Linked DNA regions of Mus musculus: regions 2 and 3 are each linked to region 1. Evidence: chromatin contacts called from public HiChIP or PLAC-seq data. All regions are on one chromosome and are shown on one strand. The core of a region is the stretch at or near the end of the contact, and the rest is flanking DNA. Distances in the headings are between cores, read along the strand shown. Region 1 overlaps Pard3 (par-3 family cell polarity regulator). Region 2 has its middle 32 kb from the start of Gm39286. Region 3 has its middle 16 kb from the start of Gm51605.

Region 1 (3,356 bases), core at 72-2,571:
AACAACAACAGCAATAAAATCCTTTCTCAGGTTACCCAGTCACAAACACACGTGGCAATCCCATACACCTGGATATCCTAAACAGAACTGAATCCAGAGAAATACTTCTCAACTGAGGGAAGTAACCTGTACAGACACCAAGCATGCGGAAGGCCCGATACCTACCTCTGCTTTCCTCCTTGGAAGCCTGGGCAAGCACTGAGTCAGCTGTAGCTTATGGCTCTTCCACTCAAACTCAGCCCAGCCCACCCTGGGAGGGCTCTGGGTCGAGGTCCGACAGCACCACATGGTCACAATACCAGTGGAGACCAAGGCAGGGCCCCTAGACACTGGTGCTCCGCGTGTAACTCCCAACAGCCATGAGAGGGTGGCCAGCCCAGGCTAGGAGGTACCTAGGGCCACTGTTGCCAGAAATGGAGTTCTCTGTCCTCCCAGAGGACTCTAATCCCCAGACAAGGGAGGGATCTGTGATGGTATCTTCAAAGGAATGCCAAGACAGGGGTGTCCCTTCCTGTGGCTCTGCCATCTACTGACAAGGAACACAACAGTCAGGGCAGAGTAGTAGAGGCTCACAAGCAAGACCTCCACATGCCTGTCTCGGTCTGTCCCTGCAGACCAAGGTGCTGGGCTCTCCTATCTCCCATTATGTTTGTGCTTGTTTACACCTCCTGGAAAGGCAGGCTCATTCCTCCCACTGTGCTGTTCTTTCCCACACTCCACTTCCTGGCATAGATCTGTTTCTCCCTGGCACTGGTCAGCAATCCACGTTTATCTATCCCAGTCAGTCCACCACAGATGAGATGGCAGAAACCTCCTGCTGGAAACACATTTATTACCATTTATTTGCCATTTATTACCCTGACAAATATTTAGATAGCACTCTTTAACTCAGTGGGGATGCTGGACACCAGATAAGCCCCCCACCTTCCCAGAGACAGCCCTGCCTTTATTCTCAGCCAGAAATAATGGACTTTTGGATATATTTTATTAATTCTTGAATAACGTCACATCATGTCTTTCGCTCATGTTTATCACCCTCTCAACTCCTCCCAGATCCACCCATGCCTTTCCACCATGCCCCCAATTTCCTGTCCTCCTTTTACTTTTAATTTTTTTTAACTACCCAATCTTACTCATTTTATGCTGTCCATATATATACTCCTGGGCGTGGAGCCTCCCACAAGTTGACCTACCAGAAGTCATATCCCTAAGGAAAGTGTCCATGACTCCTCTGTTAGTGATATAGGCTAGGAAACCCCTGCCCACTCCGTGCTGGAAAACTGGCTGGCTTGATTCTGTTTGGGTCCTTTGCAGGCAACCACAGCTGCTGTGCCGTGATAAGCACATTGGCCCTGTCCCATCCAGAAGATGCTGTGATGACCCAATATCTAGCTCTTATCCTCTCTCTCTCTCTCTCTCTCCCTCCCTCCCTCCCTCCCTCCCTCCCTCCGTCTCCTTCCCTCTTCCTCTCCTTTCCTCCTTCCTACCCTCTGTCTCTGTCTCTCTCCCTCCTTCCTTCTCTCTATGCCTCCTTCCCTCCGTCTCTTTCTCTCTATCTGTCTCTCCCTCCCTCCCTCCCTCCTCCCCCACCCATACACACACACACACACACACACACACAAAACACTGGTCCTTAAAATCATTCTATGCCCTCTTCAATGATGGTACCTGAGTTCAGGGGCAAGTGCATGGGAAATGCCCTTTCAGTGGCTGGTTTTGACCTATTATTAACACTTGTTCTGAAATAAGGGAATTCTTTAATAAGGGCTAACCCTATAAACCTTTTCTGAACAGCTTACAGTGACATATTTAGGAATATCTTTGTTACAAAATTAAAGAAAATGGAGCCTATGAATTGGAGAGTGAGCAAGGGGGGATTATGGGGAGGATTACAGAAAGGAAACAGAAGGGGGAATGGATTCTGAAATTATGTTTTAATTACGATTTTTTTAAAAAAAAAAAAGTTTTTAAAACATACTTACAGAGCAGAATGACAGCCCCAAATACTGGGTTATCACCTATCCCACCGGCTTTAGAAACCAGACCAGCCTCCCCAAGTCACATTCCCGAGCACACTTAAAGTTCCTTATAAAACCCTGCTTGGAAACAAAGAAACAAATTAGCTGTGTAGGAACTCCAAAGGATGTAATTACACAGCTGATAATTAGGAAACAGACTTCCTCAAATGACAACACTGGAAACTACAACATTATCAGATGAGGGAGGGACACTGGAGCAAAACAGGTTTGGGAGGTTCAGCCACAGAAGTAAACAGTGGTGAGAGCCAGCATTGCAGGGGCAGAGATGAGAGTGGGGACTTAGTGGGGACAGAATCCGAGCTGGGGCTTATAGAGACAGCCAGAGTGGGGGTGGGCAGTCTACAAATACAGAGATACAACAGCGGCTTCGTGGCATATCCAGAAAGTGACAACAATGTCTGGATGAGCACACAGACTCTCTACAGGTCAAGCAGATGGAGGCAATTCTTCTATTACTGTTCCCTCCTCTCAGGAGACTCTAATTGTATCAAGTTCACAAAAAGTAACCACACACTATTGTGTCTACAACATCCTCTGTGGACATACACATTGTGTCTACAACATTCTCTGTCGGACATATACATAAACATAAATAGTTACAACAGGGTTCTGAGCTCTGTGGAGCCACCACCTGGGAAGCTTTCCAAACCCAAGATTCCAGCTCTTCCAGCCCCCGGCAGACTCTTAAGGTGAAAACCATCAGACATATTGAGGAATCCCCGCATGGCAGCTCCTGCTGACCCACCCACTTCCTGAGGACTCACTGAACCTCAGCCACAGGCAGAGATAACACAGCATTTTGTGTGCACACACCTCTAGCCAATTAAGAACAGCCCTGGTGCAGTTCCATGGTTGAGTGTGTACACAGCATGAGCAAGGCTCTGAGTTCTGTCCCCAGCACCAACGAAGAATAAAAACAAAAACCTGTCACCCAGTCTGAAGGAAACACTTTAGAATACATGGGTACAACCAGATCTCCGTGACTTAAAAGCAACAAGTGAGTAAAGATTTCAAAAAGGACACCCCGTTACAGAAACCAAACACCACCACACAGATAAGAGGACCCCCCCCCCAGAACCCCGAGATGCTGAAGACAAAGCAAGAATGCTTTCTAAGGAACCATCATTTCATTCCAACAGGGAGAATGTGAGGGCTCAGAACACTCCCAGTGTGTGAACAGGACCTCCACATGGCCTGGGCCTGAGCACCAATGCTTCCACTCACTGCATCCTCTCTTTCGGAGAGATGATGGCAAACCCCACAAGTCAAGAACAGAGCGGAGAGCCCACTGCTCAGGATCCAACCTGTGAACACTGC
Region 2 (3,602 bases), core at 181-2,680, 610 kb after region 1:
CATCAAGAGGCTAATTGAGAGTGCGTGTGCATTGAAACTGAGATGTGATTGATGCTCCAGACACCACTAAGTCACTTGATCACTTCTAAGAAACCTCAGTCCTGCTGACTGCCATTTCCCATGGCTCTTCATTGAGGAGGTCCCCCTGGGGTCAGTCTCCTTCTCTAGGCTTCCCAAACCCTTAGCATGAATGAGTCTATCACAGTCCCCACTCGTGGCAACATAGTCTCTATCACTCTTTTTAGAAATATTTAATTTTAATTGTATGTGTGTGGGGGGGAGAGCAGAGGAGGAGGGGGGGGGAGAAGGATGAGAAGGAGGGGGAGGAAGAGGGGAGGAGTTTGTGCATCTGAGTGCAGTGGCCTTGGAGGCCAGAAAAGGCACCTGGTCCTCTAGAGATGGAGTTACAAGGAGTTTTGAGACTCCCCACATGGGTGCTTAGAACCAAACTCAGGTCCTCCGCAATAGCAATATGTGCTCCTAACTCCTGGGCATTGCTTCAGCCCGTTCTTCAGCCTGTTCTTCCTTTCTTGGCATAGGCTTTTAGATGGAAGTAATGCCCTTTGGCCCTTCACCTCTTCATCTACCCAGCAATACTTTGCATAGAATAAACAACAGATAAGTGCCCAGCAGGTGCTTGGAATGAGGGGAAGGGTCCTTACTCTCAGCTCAAGGGACCACCTGTCTCAAGAAGGTTGTGGATTAGTAGAGGGCACCTCCAGCTCTCAGTGTGACCCTGTCCCGCCTTTACAGTTGGTAATAGCAAGGCATTCATGGTCATGCTAATATTTACAGGCAATTATAGCATGCCAAGGTCTGCTGAAAGCAGCTGATGTGATTCATCCTACTCCTCGTGGGAAACTACGGGCTGTTCCGGCGACTGTCCACCCTCACCCTGCAGAGGAAGCTTTTCCAGGAAGGTGTGTAGACCTTTAAGAAACAATCTTTAATTTAACATATGTCTAGACAGGAAAAGTCAGGGTCCAGCTTCTGATTTTGTGACCCTCCTGCCTCAGTCTCCCAAGCCTCTGTGATTATAGACATGTAATCACCAGGCGTGATTCTGGGTGTCTTAATGTCTGAGTATTGCTAGGCTATGAGGTAGAGGTGCTATTCTATTGCACGGGACACCGGCTACTCCCCTCTGAGTCTAGAAGGGACACGTGCTGTTCCTTTCTATCCCTTAACCCAGTCCCGCATTACCAGGACTATCCATGTCTTCAAATGGTCACCAAACCACCGGAGCCTCGAGGACTGAAGCTGACTCTCTGCACAGACTCACTCTGAGCTGAAAGATGGAGGCTTTCCTGACTCAGAAGACACCCAGCCCAGTCACCCATGGCTGTTGGCTACAATGAGCACACGCCCGGCTTCCATCAGTGTGATGGAAAATTCTAGGGCTGTGTTGCTGCCCAACACAAGCAGCCCCGCCTGGCTATGAAGAGCCTAAGGAGTGACTCACCGGATATCTGACTTGCAGAGCCCACACACCAGGGTTCAAAGATACAGTGTGAAAGAATCTGACATACCTCATTAATAATCTCTACGCCGTAGGCCACGCCATAACTACATGGTCCAGTGTTTGTTTTGCCTTGGGTCCAACCCCCGACACTACGAAAACAAAAAGCAGTGATTTCTAATTGATTTCCTTGAGGTGGCCACTTTGGGGGTTTATAGGCTTACGAGAATTTTAGGAAACTAGTCAGTCTGGTCCCACCCCCACCCCCACCCCTTTTGGCTGTGGCTACTGGAGCACTTAAAATCATCTGAGTAGCTGGTGTGCTTCCATTGGACCATCTTTGGCAGAGCTGTGTGCATGAGTCAGCAGGAAAGGGCATTCTGTCAGGACTGGGGGTGGGGGTGGGGAGCTGTCCCTAGCCTGAGGGGATGCAATCACCCTTCCCCTCACTCAGATGACCACACTAGAACCCAGTGTGTGACCTGGGCTTTGGTTTCTGTTTCCCTACAGCACCTGCCCCTAGGGCATGTGTGCTCAGGGCTCTGATGGTGTAGCTCACATTTTTCTTTCTTTCTTTCTTTTTTCCTGGTCCACACAGCACCCAACACTGTCATGTCTTTTCTTTAAGCTATTCTGTCTGTGGTGACTTTCTTAAGCAAGGGTGCTTCCATGCCTCGGAAGAAGGCACGTGATAAAATCAAGACACAGACAAATGGCCTGCTCTCTAAGACTGTCCCCCAAAATTGTGTGCAAAACAAATGGCATGGACAGCCAAAGAGTTCACTCCACCTACACGACCCCGTCCCCCCCCCCCCTCCCCGGGGCCCAGCTGATGAGCTCTATTGTGGGAGAGCAGGCTTAGCACACAGGTTTCCAGAGGAAGGATCACTGTGTGTGGTAATCCCTGACCTGTTCAGGAATGGTAACAAGCTGCCGCCGCCTGACTTGTTTTCTCTCATCAGATGTAGAGGTGCTGCAGCATACACACACACACACACACACACACACACACACACCCTTTGATGTTGCCGCCTCACTCTTGCCTCCCCCTAGTCAGCCCTCTCCTTTCTCCTCTCTGCTTTTACACCGGTTTCCATAGCAACCACTTCTATTATATCCCTGACTGTGAAGAGAAAGCCTTCCGAGGGACCCTACGCCTTCTAGGAGCTGTTTGGAAGCGTTCTCCTTATCTCCCTGAGTGGATTTTCTTTGGCTTGTCTTCCTCACCCCAATTCCCTCCCTGCAGCTGCCCTCCATTGAGTGCTAGAAACACACACACACACACACACACACACACACACACACACACACACCAGGATAGTTTTCTGCAATGCCAGACTGCAGGGTAGGTGCTAAGAATCTTGCCAGCAAAAGATGCAGTCTATCCTTCAGGGAGCTTCACACAGGGACAGGCCCCGGACATGACAGGCTATCCACAGGAGCCCTGGGGAAGAGAATCAAAGGTACCTGAGATCTAGCTGGACTGGTTCACCAGTCCCCATCCACAGTGACCTTACTTAAAAACAAGCAATGAACACAGACAGCCTTGGCTGCCTTTATGTCGAACCCCGTCCTTTCTCTCCCAAACCCCAGCCTCTGCAAATCTCATGGTCATAAGGGGACTCCCATGTTTGCCCTTATTCTCTTCCTTTTCCTTTAGGGAGGTTAGTCATGCTGGTTAGAGGACAGGGCAGGGATTACAAGTCCTCATAAGTCTGTGCACACACATACACACAAGCACACATACATACACATGAACACATATGTAAACATGTGTATACATGCATATATTTGCACACATGTACACACATACACATGCACACATACACATATGTACACACATGCATATACACATGCACACATATATACATTCACGTGTATACATAAACACACACATGTACACGCATACACACATGCACACATGTGCATACATTTGTGCACACATGTATACATACATATACTTGCACACACGCACATATGAGCACATGTACACACATGTATAATACTTATATGTGCACATACCCACATGTACACACATGCAAACATGCATCCACATGCACGTATGTGTACATACACACCATATATACATATACACATGTGCATATGAGCACACTCGCACATGCGCATGTGCACACACACACAC
Region 3 (3,429 bases), core at 13-2,512, 630 kb after region 1:
GGTATCCGGTCAGCTCTGGTCCTTCCCTTGTATTTTTAGCCTGGCTCTTTTGTCTCCATTACTGTTCGCCCCTCCCTCTCTTGCTGATTTAATTACCTGCCTCTAAAGGCCAGGGAACCAATTATATATCAGCTTCTGGCCTTTAAAGACAGCACAGGTTCCTCTGTCCTGGGATAACCTAGTAAGCTTTAAAAGCTAGTCTTTGTTTGTTTGTTTGTTTCTTGGCTTTCTGTCCCTTTACACCCTGCGGAAGACAACGCATCAACATCTGACCCGAGTCTGGGGGGAATGTTTCCAATTAACAATTCTCCTTTATTGATTGTAAACAAACAAACAAACCCGGAAATCGGCAGTCTCTAAGAAAAATGTTTTAGAATAGTGATCTTTTAGCGCAGGTTTCAGAGGCCTCAGCCCATTTAGTCAATAATGAAAAGGATCATTATCTTTGCATTCACAACTAATGTCCTCTGCTTTCTCCTGTCATTATTTGGCTCAGCTGGGAACAGTCTCCTTCTTATTCCCTAATAGGCTAAACAGTATTGAGAGCTGATATTTGTGAAATAGTGATGCCTTTTGTGGGTGACAGGCTTGCCTCTGGTCTGTGTTGAGGTAGAATTTAGGCTGACATGAGATTCCTTTCTTTTCCTTTGTAAACGTTATATATATATAGGCTGGAGAGATGGCTCAGCGGTTTAGAGCACTGACTGCTCATCCTTCCAGAGGTCCTGAGTTCAATTCCCAGCAACCACATGGTGTCTCACAAACATCTGTAATGGGATTTGATACCCTCTTCTGGTGTGTCTGAAGAGAGTGATGGTGTACTCACATACATAAAATAAATAATTCTTTTTTAAAAAATGTATATGTGTATAGAAGTTTTGTTTGCATGTATGTCTGTGTGCCGTATTCATGCCTGGTGCCCACAGAGGTCAGAAGAGGGGCGCAATACTCTGAGACTGGAATATGGATGATTGCAAACTACCATGTGGGTGCTGGGACTCGAACTCTGATCCTCCAGAAGTGTAGCCCGTCCTTGTAACCCGTGGACCCATCTCTCCAGCCTTGTACCCCCTTTAAAATACAATACACATCAGGATCTAAAGAAGAAAACATATGTTTATCCTTTTACTCTGGTCTCCAAAAGAAGCTTGCTGTTGACTGCGGCTGCGTGTTCTGCTGGCACTATCTAAGCAAGCTAACCTAGATAGGAACTGGAGTTACATCAGCCGTCAGGCAGGGAGTCTGGCAGCACGCCAGTCTGTGAAAACCAAACGCATTTGCGTCACCGTTCCCTTGGTGATGTTTCTGGGAGCCTTGTCAGCTCTCCCATGAGGCTGCTTCCTTAATGTCAACAGACGTTCCTAAATCTTTAGTGCTGAATAGCTCTTTTCCATTTCTAGAAGCACTTCGATGACCAAACAGCTAACGGGTGGCATGGCTGCCATCTTTAAAGCTCATTTCTTTCATGAATTAGGTGTTTGTAGCAGTGCGGGTGGGCGCTCTGGGAAGGCTTAGATTCCCGCTGCTCTGTGATGTGGGATCTATTTTGGAGGAATCGGGTCAGCAGCTTCAGTCCAGAGCTGCATTCCTGCGTTCATCTTCCTCCGGAAAATCCCTTATCCCACTCCCAGCTCTCCCAAAACCAATTACATCGTCACAGTGTCAAGTGTTGGGAGAAGCGGTTGCTCCAAAGACCCCCAGAATCAGCCCCAACTAAGAGCGGCTTTCTGATCTCCCTCAGCACATCTGTCCGCTGTTCATCGTGAGCCATAAATAAGAAAGGACGTCAGCCTCCCCTCCCGTGAGATTTCTTGTTTTCGGTGTGATGTCTTTTTATTGATCTCTGCTGCTAGTCAGGCGTGTTTTCTTTGGAGAAGCAATGGAGGGAACCACGCCCCCTAATCCCTACCTCATGGGGCACTAAAAGAGCCCTGTTCTCAAGCTAGCTGAGTCCTTTGCCCTACAGGAACCTCCAGGTCATTAGACAGTCGCTACCCAATTAATCACAGTCTTTAGACGTCTTAATGTGGAGAGCAGGTCTTTCTTTTGTGGTGATTAGGGGAGGGTTTTTTGAAAGCTTTATTATTATTATTAAAATTTTTATGTTTGGGGGCATTTTGCCTGCGAGCATGTCTGTATTCAGTGTGCTTGTTCAGTGCCCTTGCAGGTCAGAAGAGAGCATTGAGTCACTAGAAGTGGAGTTACAGATGTTAGTGAGCTATCATGTGGGTGCTGGGAGCTAAACCTGGGTCCTATGTAAGAGCAGCCAGTGCTTTTAAGGTCTCCACGCTCCCTGCCTTTCTTTCTCTTTTTCCTTCTCTCTCTCTCTCTCTCTCTCTCTCTCTCTCTCTCTCTCTCTCTCTTTCTTCCTTTCTTCCATTCTTTCTCTTTTTTCTTTCTCTTTTTCTTTTCTCTTTTTCTTCCTTTCTCTTCTTCTCTTTCTTTCTCTTCCTTTCTCTCTTTCTCTATCCCTTTCTCTTTCTTTCTTTCTTTCTTTCTTTCTTTCTTTCATTTTCTTTCTTCCTTTTTCTCTCTCTCTTTCTCTCTCTTTCTTTCTCTTTTCTCTCTTTCTCTTTTGCTTTTTCTCTTTCTTTCTTCCTCTACCTTTCTTTCTTCCTTTCTCCCTCTCTTTCTTTCTTTCTTTTTTGTCTTTCTCGCTTTCATTTTCTTTCTTCCTTTCTCTCTCTTTTTCTTTCTCTTTCTCTTTTGCTTTTTCTCTCTTTCTCTCTTCCTCTACCTTTCTTTCTTCCTTCCTTTCTTTATTTCTTTCTTTTTCTGTCTTTCTTTCTTTTTCTTTCTTCCTTTCTCTTTCTTTCTTTCTTTCTTTCTCTCTTTCTCTCTTTCTCTTTTCTCTTTCTCTTTTGCTTTTTTCTCTCTTTTTCTCTTCCTCTACCTTTCTTTCTTCCTTTCTCCCTCCCTCTCTTTCTTCCTTTCTTCCTTTCTCCCTCTCTCTCTCTCTCTCTTTCTTTCTTTCTTTCTTTCTTTCTTTCTTTCTTTCTTTCTTTCTTTCACACAAGGTCTTATGCATCCTGGACTGACCTCAAACTCACCACCTAGGCCAAAAAGGAACCTTAAGCTCCTTATCCTCTGACCTCCAACTCCTGAATGCTCAGATTATGGGCCTGTGCCACCCACCATCATGAGGATTGAACCCAGAGCTTTGTGAATGCTTGGTCAGCACTCTGCCAACTGAGCTACCTCCCCAGCTCTGTGAACTTCTTTGAAACATCATGAGTTCTGTGAGTGACTAAGACAAGGGATTGCAGAAGGAGTCGCTGTCCTTTCAGTGAGCCTGGCAATGGAGGCAGGCTGTGAGTCTTCTGTCTCTGGAGGTTTTGTGACTGTGGACCTGCCTCTGGGCAAGGGGCTCCAGAAAGTGCTTATTTTTTTTCCCCTTTCAGATGCTGAAGTTATCTTAGCTTCAGTTCA

Evidence for each region. HiChIP or PLAC-seq counts read pairs in DNA pulled down with a chosen protein or histone mark.
Region 2: a FOXA1 HiChIP or PLAC-seq map of pancreatic cancer cells shows a contact between it and region 1. The contact joins two enhancer-like sites.
Region 3: a FOXA1 HiChIP or PLAC-seq map of pancreatic cancer cells shows a contact between it and region 1. The contact joins two enhancer-like sites. A contact is called at or near these places in 1 of 484 Hi-C or Micro-C datasets (LSK cells) and 1 of 115 datasets of contacts at active chromatin or transcription factors (pancreatic cancer cells).

What each region holds. Positions count from the first base shown.
Region 1 is chr8:127,144,231-127,147,586 of GRCm38.p6, reverse strand. All of the region lies in intron 1 of Pard3 (par-3 family cell polarity regulator), which reads right to left. Among named protein-coding and RNA genes, the nearest start is that of Pard3, 82 kb to the right of the region's middle. Within about 2 kb of position 1,321, at least 38 of the 459 cell types and tissues checked have an H3K27ac peak or open chromatin away from gene starts, as enhancers often do. A contact at or near this core is called in pancreatic cancer cells, where this site is marked.
Region 2 is chr8:126,537,744-126,541,345 of GRCm38.p6, reverse strand. No RefSeq gene overlaps it. Among named protein-coding and RNA genes, the nearest start is that of Gm39286, 32 kb to the left of the region's middle. Within about 2 kb of position 1,430, at least 216 of the 459 cell types and tissues checked have an H3K27ac peak or open chromatin away from gene starts, as enhancers often do. A contact at or near this core is called in pancreatic cancer cells, where this site is marked.
Region 3 is chr8:126,515,199-126,518,627 of GRCm38.p6, reverse strand. No RefSeq gene overlaps it. Among named protein-coding and RNA genes, the nearest start is that of Gm51605, 16 kb to the right of the region's middle. Within about 2 kb of position 1,262, at least 223 of the 459 cell types and tissues checked have an H3K27ac peak or open chromatin away from gene starts, as enhancers often do. A contact at or near this core is called in pancreatic cancer cells, where this site is marked.